2 separate regions of the Mus musculus genome follow, and region 2 is linked to region 1. Evidence: chromatin contacts called from public promoter capture Hi-C data. All regions are on one chromosome and are shown on one strand. The core of a region is the stretch at or near the end of the contact, and the rest is flanking DNA. Distances in the headings are between cores, read along the strand shown. Region 1 holds the start of Itgam (integrin alpha M). Region 2 overlaps Inpp5f (inositol polyphosphate-5-phosphatase F).

Region 1 (6,402 bases), core at 2,036-4,535:
TCTTTTTAAATAGATGGTAATTTGCAGAGACTCACTAATGATCCGTACATACAGAATAAGAGACCGGGAGTGCTCAGCTCTTAATAAGACAGCTATACTACATACTTCCTCTCAAGGCTCAGGGATTATTACAAAACAGGAAGTGGAGAGATCGTGAGAGCCAGAAGCAATGGATGACAGCCATGAGCCAGTGTTTTCTAGACATGACAGAGCTACCTCATTCTCAGCCTCTGTGACTGCAGACACCAGCACGCCCTCATTCTGAAAAGATTATTTCCATGGTGAATCCCAGCTGATATTTCTCTAAAGGAAAGCGTTTCAGGCTTTGTGAACTGTGCCCCTTATCACTTATCTTTATTCTGAGTAGCAAAAGAGCAGGATTGGGTCTGATAAAATTTATATTCAGAACCTGAAAGTAAGCCATAACTTGAGCAAAGCTCATGCTACAGATTGAGAGTGGAGAGGTAGGCAGCAGTTAGGAGGTAGATATAGAGACAGATAAAAATCTCTCCTGAAGGACCATAAGAAGCCAATTGTCAGGACATCTCCCCCACCCCACCCCACCCCCACCCCCACCCCCACCCCCACCCCCCCCACCCCACCCCCAGGAAGGGATACAGGGAATAAGAAGAACTTTTTGTTCTCAACTTTCTTGGGTTTTTTAAAATTTGGACTCCTGAAACCTTACTACTGATTCAAAAAAGAAAAAAAAGACAAATCAGTCATGAGGGTGGGGGGTGTAGCTCAGTGGTAGAGCATCTGCAAACCTTGGATTCCACCCTCATCAAAGAAAAGAGAAGAAAAGAAAAGGAAAGGAAGGAAAGGAAAGGAAAGGAAAGAAAAGAAAAGAAAAGAAAAGAAAAGAAAAGAAAAGAAAAGAAAAGAAAAGAAAAGAGGAAGGGAGGGGAGGAGAGGAGAAAAAAGAAAGGAAAAAGAGAAGAGAAGAGAAGAGAAGAGAAGAGAAGAGAAGAGAAGAGAAGAGAAGAGAAGAGAAGAGAGAAAAGAGAAGAAAAGAAAGGAAAGGAAAAAAAGGAAAGAAAAGAAAAGGAAAGAAAAGAAAAAAAAGAAAAGAAAAGAAAAGAAAAGAAAAGAAAAGAAAAGAAAAGAAAAGAGACCTCAATAAGGAAATTCTTCTTTCCCCTAGCTTCTCCATGCAAAGCAGACAGCAGGCTCCCCTGAGGACTTTACCTGGTTCCGCCAAGCTGGACCACACTCTGTCCAAAGCCTTTTGCATTCTCTTGGAAGGTCATGGGATGTTCAGTGTCCAGATTGAAGCCATGACACAAGGCTAGGGCTGGAAGGATAACGGAGAAGTAAGAGTCAAAGCAAAGGAACCAATATGGTTAAGAGAACAACACACATTTCCACCCGTGACCATTCCTGTCCACATTCATTGAAGCTCTGATGGTCCTGGGCAGGGATCCACAGTGTGGGATCTCTCTGTTATGTTTTTGAGACAGGATTGTATATAGTCCAGTCTGGCCTGGAACACTACAGTGTAACTGTGGATAACCTAGACCTCCTGGTCTTCCTGTCTCCCATTCTACCTCTCAAATGCTGGGGGTGCAGGGGTGGGCCACCACACAGAAATCCATCCTCTTTTTCTACAGAAGACCAGCTGGTTACACAGTGAGTTCCAGACCAGCAGGACTGCATAGTAAGACCATAGAGGAAAAGGTGGTGTTGGTGTGGTTGTTTCAAGACAAGGTTTCTTTGAGTAGCCCTGGATATCCTGGAACTATCTCTGTAGAACAGGATGGCCTCAAACTCTTAGAGATCCACCTGCCTCTGCCTCCCCAGTTCTGGGATTAAAGGTGTGTGCCATCACACCCAGCTTGAAGAGCTTTTCAAGACAGTGTCTCACACATCCTAGGCTGAAGACCATCTTAAGCTCCTGATTCTCCTGCCTCTACACCCCACCCCCAGGGTGCAGGAATTACAGGTGTACACTACTGTATCCAGTTTATCTGGTGCTAGGGATCAAATTGAGAGCTTTGTACATACTAGGCAAGCCCTGGGCTTCACCTCTATCTACCAAGTTTTCATCAAGGAATCTCAAACTGTAGCCCATTATCACAATTTTTGTGATACAGGTTTATCCAGGAGATGAATGAGACTCTTAAGGAGTGACATTTCACTTCACTGGGAGTAAAGCTAGCATCCTCTATCATTGATGGATGATAGATGTTTGTCTTTTAAGACAGGTAGCAAGAGTATTTAACCCACAGGCCAAATATGCTGACGCAGGCTCAAAGGCCTGCACAAATGCCTATGATGGGGTATGACCAGTCCCTTTCTAAGCCCACAATGGCCTCTTCCCCCACTGTCACAACCACAATGGTTTACACAACAAAGGGCTCAGTTAGAAATTTTCCTTCCTATGCAAGTTTCAAGTAGTTCCTTCCCTTCTTGACTCCCTCTCTACAAAAGTAGACATAAAAGGAAACAAAACAGTTTTTTTTTTTGATTATCAGTCATTCAACAAACATCCACACTAGGTTCTTGGTAATTAGAACGTAAGACTAAGGAGAAGTGGTATGTGTTGAAACACAGCCGGAAATGTATCCGCTGCGCTCCCTGGTGCAGCTCCTTCACCTCTCTGGATCCTGGTAGCCTGTCTGCCAAACAACCCTCACAGCATCGATGGATTTAGTCCTTCATCCATGCATCCCTAACTATTCCTCCTGCCTACCTCTGCTCTTTTTCTTTTGGAATCCTTTATCCTTCCCTAATGCCCTTTGCCTCTCCTCACCTAGCTCCTTCCTATTCCCTGACCTTTCTCTCCACTCACAGATCCAAAAGATCCCCCTCCCCTTTTGATACCCGCTACTGACTTCCACTAGCACTGCACACACCTGATGGATAGACCTGCATCCAGGTAAAACACCCACACACTCAATGATTCCCTTTTTTCAAAGAAATGCCAAGAGTTTGTCCAGCAAGGTGACTCAATTGGTAGAGGTGCTTGCCATTAAACACCGACCACCTGAGTTCAAGTCTCGGTATCCACATTCCCTAAAACCTTTGATCTCTCCCCACCTACTCCTTCCTATGACCTTCCTCTCCATTCATAGATCCAAGAGATCCCCTCCTTTCCAATCTGAGGACCCCCTTCTCCCCACCCTGAGGATCCCCCAAGACCCCGCCGACATACCTGTGACCAGAAGAGCTTTAAGAGTCATGACTTAAAGGAACAAGGCCCTGAAAGAAGTGTGAACTGTGGTATTTCAGGCACCACAGACACTTTGAGGAAGCCACCAAGGCCAGGAGGGAGGGGTAAAAACAGAGAAGTATGAGGAAAAAGCTATGAGAGACTCAAAGAAAGAGGGCGGAGGCTCTACAAGCACCCAGCCCTCTGTAGCCTTCCTCCGGGAGAAAACAGTCCCTGATGCCGTTTCCTGGCCCGAACCATCAGGGTTACACCCAAAGGTGCCATCTGACACCCGTCTACCTCTGGGATAGCTCAAATATTATGGAAAAAAAAAAAAAAAGCTAAGTAGTAGGCTCAGTGTTTCGGATCAGGCTGGTCTCCCAGGGGACCCACATCTTGCTCCCAGTACCCACATGGAGGCTCAGAAACTGTCTATAACTCCAGTCCCAGGGCATCTGGTGCTCCCTTCAGCACTCATGCACAGACAAACATGCAGGGAAAACACCCACATACATACGGCATAACAAATCTCTTCAAAAAGAAAAAACAGCCAAGAGTTGGTCCAGCTAGGTGACTCAGTTGGTAAAGGTGTTTGCCACTAAGCGCTGACCACCTGTGTCCAATCCCCAGTTTCCATACGGTTGAAGAAAAGAACCAGCTCCTCCCAGCTCTCCTCTGATCTCTCCATCCACGCCATGGTACATGCGCACACATACCCAAAGAGGAAAGAAACCATCGGCGTCTAGCCATAGTGTGGTGCTCTATATAATTCATGAAAGTATTTTGAAAACAGAACTTGATGTTATTATACACAGTGGAACTGAAGGATGTATTGGGAGATATTTAACCATTCCTGCCTTGCTGCATGTGGAGTCTACTCGAAGTTCTTGTTCTTAAAAAACAGTGGTTTCTCGTACTTACCTGGCAGGGGAGACACTATGATCAGGAAGGTAGTTTTCCCAAGCGAGGCACACCCATTGCACTTGGAATGTGCTGACCCGTGATTTTCCCAAATCTAGGATACTCGACTACGTGACTTATGGTATGGGGCACTGTGTACATTTCCCTTGGCTGAGAAAAAAAGTGGTTTCTTTACTCTCTGGGTTGTGTTTTGTTTTGTTTTGTTTTGTTTTTGTCTTGTTTACATCTACTTATTTATTTGGTGCGTGTGTGTGTGTGTGTGTGTGTGTGTGTGTGTGTGTGTGTGTGAATGCTTGTGGGTTTCAACTGTGTAAGTATGAAGGTCAGAGCACAGCTTGCTGGAGTCAGTTTTCTTCTTCCACCATGCAGGTCTCAGGGATCAAGGTCAGGTCCTCAGGCTTGGTGACAAAGCACCTTTACCTGCCACCTCGTGGACCTTGTTCTCTACATTATCAATGTGTTGTCCAAGCTGATCTTGAGCTCACTGACTCAGTCATCCTCCTGCCTCAACCTCCCCAGCCATAGACCTACAGGCATGCACCCAGGCCTGGCTTCCTTCTCTTCATCTTGACACATTTTCTATTGTTCCTAGTTATATTTTACAATAGTCGACGGAAGTAGATGTTTACCTGCTGGAAAATAGATAAATAAAATTCTATATACTTTGTTTCAAAGTTATTACATGCACACTCAGACACACACACATGTGGGGCAAGTGGAACCATGCCACCAGACAGAAGAACTGGTAAGACTGAGTTCAAATCCTTGAATCTCCAGAACCCATGTGAATTGTAGGAGTGGGCTCAACTCCCTGCCTAATTCTACCTGCTCTGGAACGCATAACCATGACACCCCACTGAGAGCCATGGTAGCCAGTCATACAGCATAAAAACCCTGGAGTTCTCCATGCTAATGAGGAATCTACATAGGCCCCAGTGTTCAGCCAATGAGCTTCCCTTCCTGGGCAGTCCTTCCCACAAGAGATATTTAATCCCTGTCTCACCCTGAGTAAGGTGCATGCATTCACATCTGCCATCTAATAAAGCAGTTGGAACAAGGACCACGTTTTCATTAAGGATGGGGGGTAGGGGTGTTAAAGAGCCATGCCTAGAGAAGGCGAGAGGACCTTCTCTCTCCCAGCCCCTCCGCACTCTCGTGGCACTCACTCAGAATCAAACTGGGCTCCCAGACTCTAGTGTTTGCCTCAACCGGGGACTTCATTCTGCCTCACCTGGGCGAGCAGCACTCCAGCAGTGCTCCAGGCACCCCTGAGGCAAGGCAGCGGAGCAGCCCAGCCTGGCAACACAGAGGCTGAGCAGGTAGCTCAGTGAGTTAAGTGCCTGCTCCACAGGTATAAAGGCCGGAGTTGGGATCTCCAGAACCCATGTGAAGGATGAGTGTGGTAACACCTCTCTTAACCGCAGCACGGAGGACAGACTGCGGCTCACTGCGGCTCACTGCGGCTCACTGCGGCTCACTGCGGCTCACTGCGGCTCACTGCGGCTCACTGCGGCTCACTGCGGCTCACTGGCCAACCAGTCTAGCTGATCAATGAACTTCCACACTCAGTGAAGACCCTGTTTCAAAAAAGTAGAGAATGATAGAGGAAAACACCTGACAACTCCAACCTCTGACCTAAGCATGAATACACATGCATGGTGTGTAAATACACACACACATATATGAAGACACCCATGCAAAGACATACATATACCACATACACACATACACCAAAAAATTAAAATGTAATGTGACACATATCTATAGTCTCAGCATTCAGAGGCTGATGCAGGAGGATTACTATGAATTCAAGATTGACCTAGGATATAAATTAAGACATTACCTCAATATATATATATATGTGTGTGTATATATGTGTGTGTATGTGTGTGTGTATGTGTATGTAGGTGTATATATATATATGTATATATATATGTGTGTGTGTGTGTGTGTATGTATATATATATATATATATATATATATATATACATATGTGTGTGTGTGTATGTGTGTGTGTGTGTGTGTGTATGTAGGTGTATGTATGTATGTATGTATGTATGTATGTATATATCTCCCAATGGGTGGCCTGACACCCATGCTCATATGGAAAGCACTAATTGAACATTCGGGATTATTTCTAGCAAAGAAAGACATGAAGTTAATGTGGTGTCTTAGATGGGGGACTGTTGCTATGATAAATACCATGACCAAAATCAGCTTGAGAGGAAAGTGTTTATTTGTCAGAACAGGAACTCAGACAGGGCAGGAACCTGAACTACTTACTCAGCCTGCATTCTCATAGAACCCAGAACCAGCCGGGCAGTGGTGGC
Region 2 (6,402 bases), core at 2,217-4,716, 610 kb before region 1:
AAGTAGCTCAAAATTCTTAAAAAGAATAAGTAAGCCGGGTCTGGTGGCACAAGCCTTTAATCCCAGCACTCGGGAGGCAGAGGCAGGCAGATTTCTGAGTTTGAGGCCAGCCTGGTCTACAAAGTGAGTTCCAGGACAGCCAGAGCTACACACAGAAACCCTGTCTCGAAAAACAAAACAAACAAACAAAAGAATAAGTATAGGTAATTCTATACCTATTTGCACTTGAAAGCACATGTACAAACACCAAAGCAATGCATGCATATGCCTCTTTCCCCACAACTCCTTACAACCTAGGCAAATTCACAGGCAGAACAAGCATTGTGGCAAAGTGGATCCTGCTTTCAGAATAAACATAAATTAAAGATGTCAGCAACAGGATTCACCAATAGCTGACCATCCAGAGCAGGCTAGGAGTTATCCTGGGGACAGAGGTGTTGCTAACAGTATGAAGACAGCCAGAAGGATACCTGTGGCTTTCAGCCGCTGTGATTATGTGTCCCAGTACATTTTGGAACAGAAAGACTGTAAAAACTTCAGCAACAACTTAAAGGCAAACAGCTTAAAGCAAAGGCCACAGACATGAACAGCAGGTAAACCTCACATCCTTCCCTTCTGAGCAGAGAGGAAGGGAAAGAGCAGAGAAGGTTAAGCCGCTTCCCTCTGGGGACGCCCTTACCAGTGCTCATGGAAATCGAAGGAGACATAGGTGAGCTTGGGGTTGTTGAAGAGCAGCACCTGCTTCAGGTAAGCATCACCAATAATCTTCTCCCTTCCAGCCTGGTCTACCAAGTTAACAATAACCTGTGGTAATGATGAGCAAGAAAGTAGCAATATTAACCAGACCTCAGAACTGGAAGGCCAGTGGAACAATTCATTTGGAATTACATTTTACAAATATAGCTGTGCTTAGTTAGAAACTAGTCTACTCAAGCACCAATTTTACCATAAAATTAAAATATCTGTCATATAAGTTTAGCTGTATGAGAGCTGTTAACATCAATGGTAATAGTCCTGTAAATTTGCAATAGCCAACCAAAACACAAAATAAAACATGCTTCTTTTTTAACAGCAAAGGTTTTTTTTAAGATTTTTAAGTTTGTGTGTGTGTGTGTGTGTGTGTGTGTGTCTGTGTGTGTGTCTGTGTCTGTGTCCAGCCCTGGGGGTCAGAGGCATCAGAGGCCCCTGGAACTTGAGTTACAGACAGTTGTATGTGGGTGCTGGGAATTGAACCTGGATCCTTCTGGACCTTCATGGTCTTGACTGCTGAGTCCAACCTAAATAGTAGGTATTTTGAATAGGCAGAATAAGTTTAAAAAAAAAAACCCTACAAATGAGATAGCATAAAACTACTGAAATATGTAAAAGGAAATCTGAATAGACATAAATATGTACCATGTTGCTGAATCTCAAGGTCCAATATTGTAAAGATATCAAGGCTTTCCAATTAATCTATATACTCAACCATCCCAATCAAAATTCAACCAGGATCTTTTCATGGAAAAGATAACTTAATTCTAAAAAAGTAAATATTCTCAAAAAGTAAATATTTGGAAAAAAATGAAAAGCAATAAACACAGAGAAATTTGCCCCATCTGGAACAATTCTATATAGTCTATGTAGCAAGCAAGACTGTGAAACTAAAGATAGGCAACTGACAGAGGAGAACAAGGCTGAGGGCCAAAGACCTGAGTCCACTGAGGCAGGAAGGGTAGGTAGCTAAGCACACTGCTGTGAGCAAGCACAGATGACCATCAGGGGCCCTGGGACGACAACTGTCTGTCTACAAGGAAAAGAGACTTATAAAAGAGTTCCCTATATCTCTTTAATGAAACACAAAATAAACTCTAGATACATCAATGACCTAAATGTTATTTAAAAAAAAAAAAAAAGCCACAAAAAAAGTAGTAGTTTTTGCACAGCTGTAGGTGGAAGCATGACCTCCCAAGCATAAAATAAAAACCAGAAGACAAAGATGATGTTTCCGATGTGACAACAGGAAAAATTTAAATCTGTGTACAAGTGACATTATCAGCAAAGGTTTAAAAAAACAAAACAAGGAACTCTCATGAGAATGTACTTGCCACAGAAAATCAACACTTTATAGAGTACCATAAACAGAGTAAGAAAAAACTGGGTACAAAAGACCCCAGTGAGCAAGATGCTACAGTCCCTACTAACAGTAAATTGCAAATGTCAGGATATAAAAGAGGTTTTAACCTACTGACGGGTAAATTTAAATAACTGAACAGAGTCAGCATTGGTGAACATGAAAAACAACAGCGGGGTCCCATTGCTACTGAGAATAGAAGCTGTGTGATCCCTTAAAAACGGTTTCTAATTTCCTGCTGCTTGTGTTGGGTGGGCAGGGCAAGTCTGAGGATTTTCAGTGCTTCTGGTGCAGTATCTCTGAATGCTAAATATCAACTTTAAGTGTATATGCTGTTTAATTCAACAAGTTTGCCTTCACAAATTCATTCTGCAAAAACAAGTTCCCTAATTCTTAGACTTTTAAAATTGTCTTTACTCTCGGTGGGGGGCACATGTATAAGCATGTGCAGGGGGCAGAGTTAGAGAACTTTATGGCGTCTGCTCTCACGCCCCGCCCCCTTACGTGGGTGCCAGGGATGAAAATGTACACATGGGTGATAAGGCTTGCCCATCAAGTGCTTGACCTGATGGGCCATCTTGCCAGCTCTTCACTTTGGATTATTTTGTTTTTGAGGCAGGGTCACACTATGTAGCCCTGGCTGTCCTGGAACTTGGTATGTAAGCCAGGTCAGCCTCAAACTCACTTTGTGCTGGACTAAAGGTGTGCACCATTATAACCAATTTGTTTTTTCAAACTGAGTTCTTATATAGCCCAGGCCTTGAATTTACTGGATAGCCTAGGCTGGACTAATCCCCTTTACAACCTCTATAGTCTCCTCCTGAGTGCTGGGATTATAGATACACACCATCATTCCCAATTTAGAACTTTTCCTTTTTTCTGCCAGCCTTTGCCTCCGGAGGTGTTGGGATTAAAGGCATGTGCCACCACTGCCTAACCTAAGAATTCTGGGGAAAAGACTAACAGCCAGAGACTTCACTGCAGAACAGTATGTGCACTGCCAGCTCTTTGTGACTTCAGCCCATGGTGAATGTGCGGGTGTCAGGTGACCTTGCTACAAACAATAGATTGCTAACTCAAATCTCAAGGCAAGCCTGGAAGCCGCAAGGCTGAGTGCAGTGACTTCAGTAAACCACTGAGGACTCGGGTTCTTTCTGCCTTTCCCTCTGCCATTCCCTCATTGCTTCCCCAGCAGCACACTGGATAAACGCCCGACTGCTTCATTCACCATCTTGAGACAGATGCAAAAGTCCCTAACATCAAATCCTGACAAAGCAGCCTCAGGGGCACTGTGGGTTCCGGTATATCTTTTATTAGAGCAGGAAGCTTTTCCCACATCAGACCTTCTGTCAAACAGCTCCAGCCTAAACCAATTATGAGCTAGCGCAATGCAGCCACACGGATGAGTCACCCTGACCGTGGGCCCCTCATCGCAGAAAGCAATTACCCAGGAGAAGGACACAGATAACACAGATAAATGAACACTGCCAGGCTCCTGCTGGAGGCCAGGAGGTGTCTGCTCAGCGCCCGCCTCTAGATATTGACGTGCGTCAACGGGGAGCAGGGACAAGTGTGGGAAGAGGTTATTTCCTGGCGTGCACACCTCAGTATTGCTCCTTTTAACAATTTGTGTTGCATTTAAATATGGCTTATTCTTTCTAATGCTACTTACAATTAGGAATATCAATAATGCATGAATCAACACGAATCAACACATTATTAAGGAACTCAATGCAGAATAAGACCAAATCATTCCTGACCACATCCAGTCCTTCATGCCGCCCTCAGCAGCCGCTGGCTCTGATGCTGCAGTGAGGCTCTTGCATAAGCACCCGTGACTGAGCACACTTGGAGTCCTGTTTGCCGATTTAAGTGCTAATTGCTCTGCATCCTTTCCCAGACTTGACGCTTCTCAGCGGTTCCCCTCAGCTCCCCAGTGTGTGAGTCATGGCTTTAATTTGCATTTCCCTGATGATTAATGAGATGACGCACCTTCTCTGATGGATTTGACTTTATAAAATATCCTTGTACATAAAATCCTGTTACATTATTCTGTCCAGTTTTTTTTGTATTGTACATCCTTTTTAATGGGTTTAGAAGACATTTAAATGTGCTGCGAGATAACAGACCAAATCTTAACTATTAAAGATTTATTTTATGTGTGTTTTGCCTACATGTACCTGTGTGTACCATGTGTGTGCCTGCTGCCCTCAGAGCTCAAAAGGAGGTGTCAGATTCCCCGGAAGTGGACTTACTCATGGTTGTGAGCCACCATATGTATTCTAGGGTTGGAACCTGGGTCCTCTACAAGAGCTCTTAACTCTCCAGCCTCCCCTAATCTCTGAATTACCTTTCATTCTCTTCATAATGCCTTTTTAAAAAGTATTTATTTTATGCATGCGTTTCAATTGTGCATAACCAGAAATAACAAATAGTAAAAAATCGTAAAGTAAAAATCAAGTTAGTCCCTTTCCATTATGGTTAGCGTTGTTGTTTTGTACATGTATGTATCTTTGTGTGGTGAATACACAGCATAGCACATGTGCAGAGGTCAGAGGTCAACCTTAGATGTAGGCCTTTGTCTTCCATCCTGTTTGGGGCAGTGTCTGTATTGGTTACAGCAAGCTGGCCTACAGAGCTCTAGGATTCTCCTTTCTCCACGTCCAAGCTCTCCTTAAGAGCCCTGAGATTACACATTCAGGGCCTCGAACTCACAGAGATCCTCCTGCCCCTGGCTCAGAGTGCTGGGACTGAAGACACATGTCATGTCACCTCTTCTCTTCTCTTCTCTTCTCTTCTCTTCTCTTCTCTTCTCTTCTCTTCTCTTCTCTTCTCTTCTCTTCTCTTCTCTTCTCTTTGTGTGAGTGGGTGCTGGGACCAAACCCAGATCCTCTGCAGAGCCGTACATACTCTTAATCGCTGAGACATCCCTCCAGCCCAAAAATAACTATTTCCTGGTTGGGCATTATTCTTTATCAAGTGACTAATAAAATGTGATAGACAATCATACATTTGAAACAAAGAAAGATAAGGAAACTGCTTTTATAAATCCTGCTCATGACTCAGTTTGAAACACTATGCTGTCTTCTGAAATCTTTAATGTTTAACCTTTTACATTCAGATCAAGAGTCTTTCTCAGAATTATACACACACACACACGCGTGTGTGTGTGTGTGTGTGTGTGTGTGTGTGTGTGTAGTGGGTATCAAAAAGAAAAGTATAGTTAAGTATTATCATGTTTTATTTTAATTGATAATTACATTCAAAGTGCCTTACCAACTTGTGTTATTGCTAGCAATATATGAGTTTCCATTTTTAAAAGCAAATACCTGCTTTTATCTATTATAAAACTATCTAAATTTTGAATATGATTATTAAATAATGATTGTTTTTCTTTCCTACTTTTTTTTCTTCCTGTTGCCTATGAGTCTCTGGCTGAAGCTACATGAACTAGACACTAGTCTGGGAAGAACGGAAGACATGCAGCACTGAGTCTGTCCATTCCTGAAGCAGGAACTCAGCATCTTTCTCCTCTCCTTTACTTTAAGACAGGGTCTCACCATATTGCCTGGCTAGCTGGACTGGAACTCTCTATGTAGACCAGGCTGGCCAGGAAAAAAATGACTCCCATGTCATTATACAGTCAGATTGGTCATTCCTAAGAGACAAGAACATTACTTTCATATATTACTCTCATATCAAAATTATTGGCCTTGTTTTCCACCAAGAGGGTTTCAGTCCACTCTGCCTTATTTAACTGTACTCCACGTGTGAGCACACAAGGTCCTGAGAGGCCTATCCTAGTCTGTGACAACTGCCAGCATCTACTTCATTTTCTCCAAACAGCTAAAGCAGCTGATTCGAGAGTATTCTTAGCTTACTCATGTTTAATCTTCACGCTAAAAGTGGCTGTTTAATTATGAACAGTACATGGTTTTTATTCATGGAATTCCACATGTAAGGAAATTGTTCTTACTACATACTAAAGCCCACCTGTTTTTTGTAAATTTTCAGTTGTTCTTCAAAATGGGCACAGAAACAGTCAACCGTTTCCTTCTCACCTGCAAAGAAGCAATACAAAATCCATTTCTCCTTCCAGTGCTGAGACAGACGCGTGCCTACGCTATCATCTTTTTTTTTTTTTAAGATTTATTTATTTCATATATGTGAGTACATTGTAGCTGTCTTCACACACACCAGAAGAGGGCATCAGATCCCATTACAGATGGTTGTGAGCCACCATGTGGTTGCTGGGAATTGAACTGAGTCCTCTGAAAGAGCAGTCAGTGTTC

What was found. Promoter capture Hi-C pulls out the DNA fragments that hold promoters and counts their contacts.
Region 2: a promoter capture Hi-C map of embryonic stem cells shows a contact between it and region 1, with 2.2 times the contacts expected there. The contact joins the enhancer-like site here to the promoter of Itgam in region 1. A contact is called at or near these places in 9 of 39 promoter capture datasets (the 3T3-L1 cell line, the C10 cell line, cranial neural crest and 6 more).

What each region holds. Positions count from the first base shown.
Region 1 is chr7:128,059,523-128,065,924 of GRCm38.p6, reverse strand. Itgam (integrin alpha M) reads right to left here and starts at 3,285. Exons shown (of 30, transcript NM_001082960.1): 1 at 3,155-3,285; 2 at 1,189-1,294. The coding sequence starts at 3,182. It also overlaps the pseudogene Gm22809.
Region 2 is chr7:128,669,700-128,676,101 of GRCm38.p6, reverse strand. Inpp5f (inositol polyphosphate-5-phosphatase F) reads right to left here. Exons shown (of 20, transcript NM_178641.5): 9 at 6,104-6,171; 10 at 680-804. Among named protein-coding and RNA genes, the nearest start is that of Inpp5f, 62 kb to the right of the region's middle. Within about 2 kb of position 3,466, at least 186 of the 459 cell types and tissues checked have an H3K27ac peak or open chromatin away from gene starts, as enhancers often do. A contact at or near this core is called in embryonic stem cells, pre-B cells and stem cell-derived epiblast-like cells, where this site is marked.